Regions from separate parts of the Gossypium hirsutum genome. Here region 2 is linked to region 1. A link is a contact called in public Hi-C data. All regions are on one chromosome and are shown on one strand. Each heading gives the region's core, a stretch centred on a gene start, on an enhancer-like site or on the middle of the called end of the contact. The rest is flanking DNA. Distances are from core to core; before and after follow the strand shown. Region 1 holds the start of LOC107950578 (pentatricopeptide repeat-containing protein At3g18110, chloroplastic). Region 2 holds the start of LOC107950571.

What was found. Hi-C and Micro-C count contacts between places; a contact is called where the count stands out from the background.
Region 2: a contact with region 1 is called in a Hi-C map of leaf, with 3 times the contacts expected there. The contact joins the promoter of LOC107950571 here to the promoter of LOC107950578 in region 1. A contact is called at or near these places in 15 of 34 Hi-C or Micro-C datasets (anther, callus, hypocotyl and 2 more).

What each region holds. Positions count from the first base shown.
Region 1 is chrD03:7,674,910-7,679,978 of Gossypium_hirsutum_v2.1, reverse strand. It overlaps LOC107950578 (pentatricopeptide repeat-containing protein At3g18110, chloroplastic), which reads left to right and starts at 2,959. Exons shown (of 4, transcript XM_016885457.2): 1 at 2,959-5,069. The coding sequence starts at 3,078.
Region 2 is chrD03:7,988,329-7,993,397 of Gossypium_hirsutum_v2.1, reverse strand. LOC107950571 reads right to left here and starts at 2,812. Exons shown (of 3, transcript XM_016885452.2): 1 at 2,558-2,812; 2 at 1,100-1,302. The coding sequence starts at 2,653. It overlaps LOC107950573 (a long non-coding RNA gene), which reads right to left. Exons shown (of 2, transcript XR_001698111.2): 2 at 4,430-5,020.

The DNA.
Region 1 (5,069 bases), core at 1,710-4,209:
AAAACAAAAGAAGACTTAATCCAATTCTACTCCTAAATTTCTAAGGTTTTTAAATGTGTCTAAGACGACTTAGTTACATCAAACCCCTAAAGTTTTATTTATAAGAGTGTTGGCAGTCCAAATTAGGTCTTTGATTCATCCTAGGTCTTCGTATAAAGTTGACTGTGTGGAGGAAAATAGCCGCGTAATGCTTAGGTACCACGTCGGGTCTATGTTATACCCTGCAAGGCCTATGGTGTGACACGATAGTGATTTGTAGGCTTCTTTGGTTATTGTCTTACTTTAGCGGCTCAAACAGCGTGTGCATCACTTGTCCCACGTTCCTACGTCCATTGGGCCTATAATCCATCATCATACACACTCAATTACACCAATTAGAACTACCTAAGGCCTGTGTCGACCTAATAGGTCACAAACATCCACAAATGTGTTAAAACACTTATTTTACTAATATTTAATACTAACCACTAAATATCGAAAATGTAATAATGAATACTAAAAGTGCTAGAAAACAAGCTCTTTAAGTGCGGAAATAGACTGAAATTACTACTACATTTGACGTCAGGTCAGTTCTAAGTTTATAACTGAGTCTTATAAGTTAAATTGAGTTATTACGGGAGCAGAAATGAGATTGTAATGGATCTCAATGAAATTATGATCGGAATTCATGATGATAAGGTTGTTTAGAATATTAAAAGCTTACTTATTATAATGAAAATTTAGTAGCTTGTAAAAAGTAGGATAAAAGAGTTATAACTCGGATTGAGATGAATTTAGTAGCTAATGGACATAATAATGGTTTGTCTTTTAGAATTTAAAACATGATTCATATGCTAACTAGTATTGACTGATAGTACGCATAAGAAAAAGAGGTTGAGATAGGGATATGATGGTTAAAAGTTGGATAAATAAAATATATATTAGCATAAATGATGTATGATGTTTTGAATTATTTATGTGTTATTGAAATGAGGATTGAGTCAAAAGTATTGTAATCTAATAATTAAGTCTGGAAATGAATATTATGATGAAATGTTATGGTAAGCAAAGTATAACGGAATTGAGTGACAGACTAATAAATGTGTATTTGATAGAAGAATAGTAAAAAGGTGAAAGCTTATGAATAAAAATTGAAATAAATCAATAAAATAGTAACCCGTAGAAGTGAAAATGTGATTTATATTTAAAATGGTACTAAGTTTAGACTCGAGAAGTTGTTGTATAATGGAGTTGTATGTAATCTGTAACCGAGTCAAATAGAATGAGCATTTTGCTTATTATATGCTTATGCCTATTTTTGACTTACTAATATTATGTTTTAATTGTTTATCATGTAATGTCACCATCGAATGGCTAATGAAATCATATATTTTTTTATTTTAGATTTTGTTGTTGTTGTTTATTACCATAACACGTTTCGTAATGACCATAAATGTATTAAAAAAATCATAAATGCCTTCGAGCATAAGGTGTAACACCGCTTATTTAAAATCACTGACAGTCTAACTAACGGATTTTACATATAACCTCAAGTAATAGGGTATCAATACCATCCTCAAATGTGCCAATACCCCAAGCCTAGTTTCGAAGATTAGCACGTTTATAAGTAGGCAAGCTGAGGTTTATAATTAGCATTTATAAATCTAATGTTTAATAGTAATTAGGATTGTTTTGATCGAATATAGGTATTGTATAGTCAATAGGATTATTAGAGATGCCTCTGAGCATCAATGATAGCATTGTTTGATTGATATCGTGGCCAATCCAAATTAGAGGTATTACAATCATATTTACATCCTTTTAGTTTATTGTGAATAACATTTAATGATTTAAATTAGTAGTACAAACCTGTAAATGGCTTTTTAACTTCATCATTTGTAAGCCCATCAACCTTCATCAGCTCCCTAAATTTCTTAGGCATTGCAACTGCAAAACAAATTCCAATTCCATCAAAAAAGAAATTGAAATAAATTGCAATGGAAAAACAATTCGATATGTGAACCACCGAGTTGCTCAAAAGCTTGCAAGAAGTACCTATGCAACTCTGATGATCAACACTACCTTTGCTTTTTTTGAGGCTGCCATTTCTCTCTCTTTTCTTTATTCGCATTTCTATTGTCGCCTGCTATGCCTTTGCTCTCAAATTTTTTTTCTTTATATGTAACAGGAATTAATTATGTACTAGATTATTCGTTTAAATTTGAAAGTCTATCTCAAATGTTGGAGGGTTTAAATAAAAATATAAACTCGAAAAATAAGTTTTGACAAAAAATAATATCCATTTTCTAAATTAACTGAGCCTCGGGTAGGATTTTTTGGCTTGGCCCAAACCAAATAAGTTATTTTGCTGTTGTTTTGCTACTATTTCGCTATTATATTGCTACTATTTTATTGTTATTGTTTAGATATTATATAACTCTTGTTTTATTGTTAATTTTACTATTAATTTAGAGACATTTACTTGCTAAGTTGCAACTATCTTAATATTATTTAAGTATAAAGATTTTTTTACGTATTTTTAATTTGTTAAAAAATATTTATTTTAATATTTTAAATGTATTTAATGTATTATATTTTAAAGTCACATCTTACAATTAAAGGAAAAAAAACCTCGAGTTTATTAAATCTTTTCATTTTCTTTCTTGTTCTGAGATTCAAAATGAAAAGTCAGAAACTAAAATGAAAAAAAAATCTCTTTGGAGAGTGGATTCCACAACTAAATTGACCTAAGCTAATTAGGTTTCCTTTTATCATCAATAACATTTTCTTTTATTAGGACACATCAATAAACTTTTTAAGTGACCAAAATAGGAGCATCTTCAAACTTAGTGACCAAAGTAGTAATTTTATGAAATTCTGTAGGCTTGGAAGTCAGATGGGCCAATTAAACCCAAACCAAGTTGGACCCAACTTTTAGGGAAACAGAAACATCTATTCGACTAGCAACTCCCAACTCCAGAATAAACATCCGCTCCGCACCCCGCCAAAAGCAATGGGGGAGAAATATCTTTTATCTTGTTTTCTTCCGCAGCACTCGACTTGAACTTTGAGAAGGCTAGAGGACATTGGCCTTGGCCATGGCCATGTCTTGCAATGGAGGACTTGTTGTAACCTTTGCCTCTCCTACTTCAAAGGTATGCATGAACACCTCTATCTCTTACTCTTCTTCCCACCTCTCAAGTCCTTCACCAAATGAACACTCAAATGACAGCACTAGTAATAACAGCACATTTAGCTATAGCAGAGCCTCCCCATCTGAGAGATGGCCTCACCTTCAAATTCAACTAGCTGAAACTTACCCTTTAAGTCAAACCCATTTTTCACCTACCTCTCCTCAACTTACCCATGTTGTTAAGGAAGCTGAATTGTCTTTGGAGTCCTCAAAGTCTGAAACTTTGGAAGTGAGCGATGAGACCCAGGAGAAATTGGGGAGAATAAGTAAGACTAGAGTTAAGAAAATGAGTAAACTGGCATTGAAAAGGGCCAAAGATTGGAGAGAAAGAGTGAAGTTTTTGACAGACAGGATTTTGGGGTTGGAACAAGACCAGTTTGTTGCTGATGTTTTGGATGATAGGAAAGTTCAGATGACACCAACCGATTTTTGCTTCCTAGTGAAATATGTTGGTCAGGAGAACTGGCAACGTGCCCTGGAAGTTTATGAGTGGTTAAATTTGAAGAACTGGTATTCCCCTAATGCCAGGATGCTTGCTACTATCTTGGCTGTGCTGGGGAAGGCCAATCAGGAGATTTTAGCTGTTGAAATCTTTACCAGGGCTGAGCCTGCTGTTGGAAATACCGTCCAGGTTTATAATGCCATGATGGGTGTTTATGCACGAAATGGAAGGTTTCAGAAAGTGCAGGAACTGCTTGATTTAATGCGTAAGAGAGGGTGTGAGCCTGACCTCGTGAGTTTCAATACTTTAATAAATGCCAGATTGAAAGCAGGAGCTATGGTGCCTGATTTAGCTATCAAGCTTTTGAATGAGGTCAGGAGGTCTGGTCTTAGGCCAGATATAATAACTTATAATACTCTTATTAGTGCTTGTTCTAGGGAATCAAACTTGGAGGAGACAATGAAGGTTTTTGACGATATGGACAGCCATAATTGTCAACCTGATTTATGGACTTACAATGCTATGATTTCTGTGTATGGGAGATGTGGGATGGCATATAAAGCTGAGCAGCTGTTTAGGGATTTAGAGTCTAAAGGGTTTTTCCCGGATGCAGTCACATATAATTCATTGTTATATGCTTTTGCAAGAGAAGGAAATGTGGACAAGGTAAAAGAGATTTGTGAAGAAATGATTGAAATGGGGTTCGGTAGAGATGAGATGACTTATAATACAATTATTCACATGTATGGGAAGCAGGGCCAGCATGAATTGGGATTGCAGCTTTACAAGGACATGAAATTGTCAGGGCGGAGTCCAGATGTGGTAACATATACAGTCTTGATCGATTCCCTAGGGAAAGCAAATAAGATAAAGGAGGCTTCTAATTTGATGTCAGAGATGTTGGATGCAGGTGTTAAGCCTACTGTGCGGACTTATAGTGCTTTGATTTGTGGGTATGCTAAGGCTGGAATGGCTGTGGAGGCTGAGGATACATTTAATTGCATGCGGAAATCTGGGGTTAGACCTGATTTCCTGGCATACTCTGTCATGTTGGATATCCTTTTGAGATGTAATGAAATAACAAAAGCATGGGTGCTGTACCAGGAAATGGTTCGTGATGGTTTCACACCAGATAATATACTTTATGAGGTGATGCTTCAGGCACTAACAAAGGAAAACAAAGTGGAAGAAATTAAAATGGTGGTTGGAGACATGAAAGAACTTTGTGGTATGAATCTTCAAACTGTTTCTTCTTTCCTTGTCAAGGGTGAATGCTATGACCTGGCTGTACAGATGCTGAGATTAGGCATAAGTAATGGTGAAGCGCTAGATGATGAAAATTTGTTGTCTATTTTGAGTTCATACAGTTCATCTGGCAGGAACAAAGAAGCATGTGAATTACTTGAGTTCTTGAAAGAACACACTGAAGGGCCCAGTAAACTGATAACTGAAGCT
Region 2 (5,069 bases), core at 1,563-4,062, 310 kb before region 1:
GCTTCTTAAGCCAAATAATCCTCTTTCACAGTTGCATTCAACATGCATGTGATAGCTTGTAAAGCCTCCATCCTAAAACCAATAAGATAATAGAAAACAACTCCAATTTAAATATAAGGCCACAACACCACCCAAATGAAACCGGCCTGAAGACACCACTTATATATGTAGGCCAAATGCCAACTGAAACAATGGCAAAACAAGCAGACTATAACCATAAATCAACAAAGAACATACAAGGCAATGCATGTCCCACCCCCAGGCTTTGATATTATGCTAAGCACCCAAAACCGATTGCTAACTGATTGTCAAAAGATGGAAAAGTCCTAGTCGAGTTTGAGGTCACAATAGACTCCTAATTGAACTACTGATCCTACAACTGCAAATGCCTAGCATTTCATTAATTAATTTCTTTCAAACATCTTATTAAGAAGATAACTAGTAAATGTCGCCTAAATTAGGACTTAGGTATAAGTATCTAAGCAAAATATGTCTAGATGTTTAAGATACCAGCAAACCTTCACTTCAGAACAATGCGATATCCTTATCTAAAACAAAACTCTAGGGCATCCGCACTCAAACAAGTTAAGAATTCTTTCATTTAAAAAAAAATTAACCAGAGTAATATAGACATTAAAGTTTAAATGAATGCAACTCAAATTTTGCATAGAAGCTATCTTTATTATTCTTAGTGTGGTGATGATTGTGCCCCATTCTACAACAGCAAACAGGCAAGTGGAGAAAACTTCTTTTGGTTTTAGAAAAATGCATCTGTCTATTATCAAAAGCTGATTCATTCTTCTCCCAAAAGACAAAAACATCAAACTAAGCCAGTTTGGCTTAAAATGATAAGGATGATTGAGTCATGGTGTCCTCTTATTTAAAAGGAAATAATAACTATCATAAACAAATCAAACTGAACATTCAGGCCGTTAGAGTAGTGCAGCAATAAAGGCTACTTATCATATGAAGAAAGCAGAAGATCCAGGTTCCAAAATTTAGTCCCTAGTCCCTACCAATAATAATAAGAAAATAAAAAACATATGATGCCAAAAATAAATCAGGAAAAAAGTCTTATCAACAAGTGCTCGAGAATCACCAAGAAATAACATAGAAGACAAGAGCTTTTGTCCAGTAGGAGTTCCAACTTCGACTGGTTCTTTTGCAGCAAATACACCCAGTTGGAATATTAATAATTATATGAGCTACCAGAAGTGCGGCAGCGGCAGTTAAGCCAAGACCAAGTGCAGGACTTCGGGGATAAGAACATTGTGTAGTGGATACAAACTTAACTTCTGAAGCCTATAGAGGGAAAAAAGGACAATTGGTCATCACAAGAATTCCAGAAAACATATATCCAAGTAAACTTAATGCATAGAGAAGTAGTAGCATATCATTCATATTTTCAGTTTCACAAGCTCCAATTAAAACAGATTTTGAAAATTAATGCCAGCAGGTATTTTGGACAAAATAGATGAACCAAGTAATTTCACTATTTGTACTTGTCTTTAGAAGCATAAAGCTGTCCACACCATAGGTTCTGCGCTTAACAATTTAACTCAGGCTTCCAAAAAAATAGCATGGACTGTGAGTGCAAGCATTCGGCTCAAAATTTTAAAGAAACAGCCAATTATATGAGATAATAGTGCTCCCCGTAAAATGGAATACAGTGACAATGGAGACAAATAAATTGCTTTCAATGTGCAAAAGAGACTAAAGTTAACTAATCAAAGGATTGTTGCAAGAACTTGCCCAAAGTCCCATTCAAAGCATGCACAAAACTGAACTCATGCAAGTGGAACATGGAAGTGGTTTAACCAATACTCATTCTATATGCCAGGATGACTAAAATATGATGAAAAAGAAAAAGAAACAGAAGCCTCACTGCTAGAACCTCTCCCATTATTTGGTAAGACTTCAAACTCTACAGATCAAATCCCACTTTGGTCTATAATGAATCTCTCCTCCATTAACTTTTCAATAATAATAATGACTAGCCCTCAAATACCTTGAATTTTTACTTCACTGTGCTTAGGTTAAGAATCTGGTTTCTCTATGTTTCTGTTTCATACATTCATCCCTTCAGAAAAACTCCCAATAAAAAAAAGGCACTTAGCTAAATAAATACCAGAGGGTAGGGCTCTCAAAGCATTATCTTCTTTTTCTGAGGTCACAAGCATTAAAAAACAAAAGAAAATACCATCTGGTTTCTCTATGTTTCTCAAGGAATTTTTCATAAGAAATCACAAGCGTTAAAAAGAAGAAGAAGCTATAGTCTTCTACTAAAAGAAAATACCATACCCACTAAAACTAAGATGTCTTAACTCTTAAGTTATATTTCATTTTTCATCCCCCATGTATACTTAAAAGGAAAAAAAAGAAAAGTAGACAATGTTTTTTTTTAAAGTAACAGTTTTTATTCTTTTGCAGAGTGTTAATCACCCCAAAACAGACAGGAGTAAGGCAAAGCCAAAAGAAAAAGAAAGGGAAAAAAGGACAAGGATTTATAAGAAATTCATCAGAGAAGATCTAATCAAAACTCTATGTATAAACTTACCTTGATCCTAGTAGCTTCAGCAGCAAAACCAGTAGCGGCTGATAATACTCCCAGAAAGGCGACAACACTGCATAAAACTAAGCCCTTTCTTTCCATCTATTTCTCCTTTTCACAGCCCTTGTTCAAAACTAGAGATTTTCTCTTTGTCTGAAACAGATACAAATTACTTAGGATGAAGGAAGTGTTTTTCTGAAAGGAGAAAGAAAACATAAAGTTGGTACCCAGACCAAAGCTTGCCGTTCGTTAATTGTGTGTGGCTCTTAGATATATTATGTGTTTTTATATTGGGTAAATAACACTAAGCTCACTAATAATTATTAGTAAGTTTATATTAGTTCAAAATGTTATAAAATAATTACTGAACTATTTTAAAGTTTTTATTTAAACCTGTAATTTTTTTTATTAAAGTTTAGTTAGTGAATTCTCAACGACAATTTGACGATTGTATTGACGAATAGAAAAATATACCTTAAATTTAAATCGATCTAACAGTTAGTGTAGAAAATCAAAGAAGAAAGCTTTTTAGATTTTAATTTATAAATTTATGATGTTCAAAACTATTTCATGAAAATAATTAGACTGTCAAAAAGAAGAGGAAAAAAACTTTTTAACTTGTACAAACAATGCGAACAAAGAAAGACACACAATAACAATTTTAATAGTATAGTGACTTAAATGAAAATTTACAAATAAATCAATAATTATTTTATAAATTTTCAAAGTTGAATAACAAAAAATAAATTTATTAATAATTTAATAATCTTAAATATAGTTTTACCTTTTATATTATCTCTTGATTAAAACCGTTATTATTGAATTTAAATTATATTAAATTACCTTTCTAGCATAATTGCGTGAAAAATAAATTTATATAATAAATAAATTTATAAAAATATTGATATAAAAATTAATTAAGAGTTTGATTTAAATGGTAAAGTTATTGAAATTTTATTATGCTTATATTTATTTAAAAGATATAAAAAGATAAAAGACTAAAATAATATATTTTACTTTATAAAACAACAATATTTTAATTATTAGTTAATAGAGTTGATACTCGGTTGAATAATGACGCCAAATTTTTCGAGGGCTTAATATAGATTAGGATTATCCTAAAAAACCACTTTTTAAATATCAAATAAAAAGTATCACTTCATATTTTTTTTAAAATTAATTAATATTATATATTTTCTAATACCAGATCAATTTTTTTATTAATATTTTAATTTTAATTAGAGTTGATTAATTAAATAAAATTAACAATTAAAACAAAAGTAAGGTAAGGTTTATGGTACATTATTTTAACTAAGTTTAAGGGTTATAATTTTAGGGAAGTGTTAGATTAAGGGTTAGTTCTTCATTGCTTTTGAAAAATGTTTTTGAGAAGTGCTCTGGAAAAGTGCTTTTGAGAAGTGCTTTTGAAAAATTTGAGTGTTTGATATTGCTGTCAAAAAGTACTTTTGAAAAATAAAATGTCCATTTTAGACATGATATTATAAAGTAACAAATATGTATTTATAATGTTCAAATTAGTTAATATTATAATATTTTAGTAAAAATATAAAAAATAATTTATTATAACTTATTGTTAATATTTTAATATATAATATTAATTTTAAATATTTCTAAGTAATTAATATTAATTATTTATTAAATTTAATTAGAATATATAAACTATATTTAAATATTTAAATATAATAATTAAATATTTGTAATTAGATATTGACGTAATTGTATTATTATAAAATTATTTTTTATTTTTAATTAATGCTTTTAACACATTTGTATTATTTTATTTTAAAATGTATTTGAATATATAACTCATATTAGATATTAACATAACATAGAAAATATAAATCTAACAAATTAAAATATTACATATATTTGGATTGAAGTTTTAAAAAGGGATAATATTTATATATCAAATATTACATAACTCGCCTTCCTTTTGTAAGATTTGGCATTTCCATAGTTTCAGTAAGTTCCTTTGAAGGAAACATTGAAGTAGAAAACCTGCGTATGATGCCAGTTTTGTCCTCAGGACTTCCAGTGGAGGACTTGTTTGGTGATGAAACAACACTAGAACCGTCATCCATGCTTCTCCAACATGTGCTAGAATTCTTGCTAATGCTTCTCTGGCTACTTGAAGAGCTATCAATGGTGCTACTATCTATCTCTTCACTATCAGTCGATGTGGTATATGACCAAGTGCTGCTCGTGTCGGGGTATTGTGTAATTATCTTGCTAGTTTTCTGGTCTGAAGCCTTCTGAACTTCCTTTTTCCGATGTCTTTCTTGATGATGTTTGATATTCTTTGATTTCAGCCTTTAAGCAAACATTAAGCCAACGTTGGTACACTGGTTCCTCAACCATGTCAAATCTACTCTTTTGCAGTATGTTAACTTTGTTTGCAAGGTCCCCATTGGCCTGCCTTAGTTCACTAATCTTGCCAATAGTCTTATTCTGCAACAGCACCATTTAAGAAGCAAACCTTTTAGATTCAATCAATAAT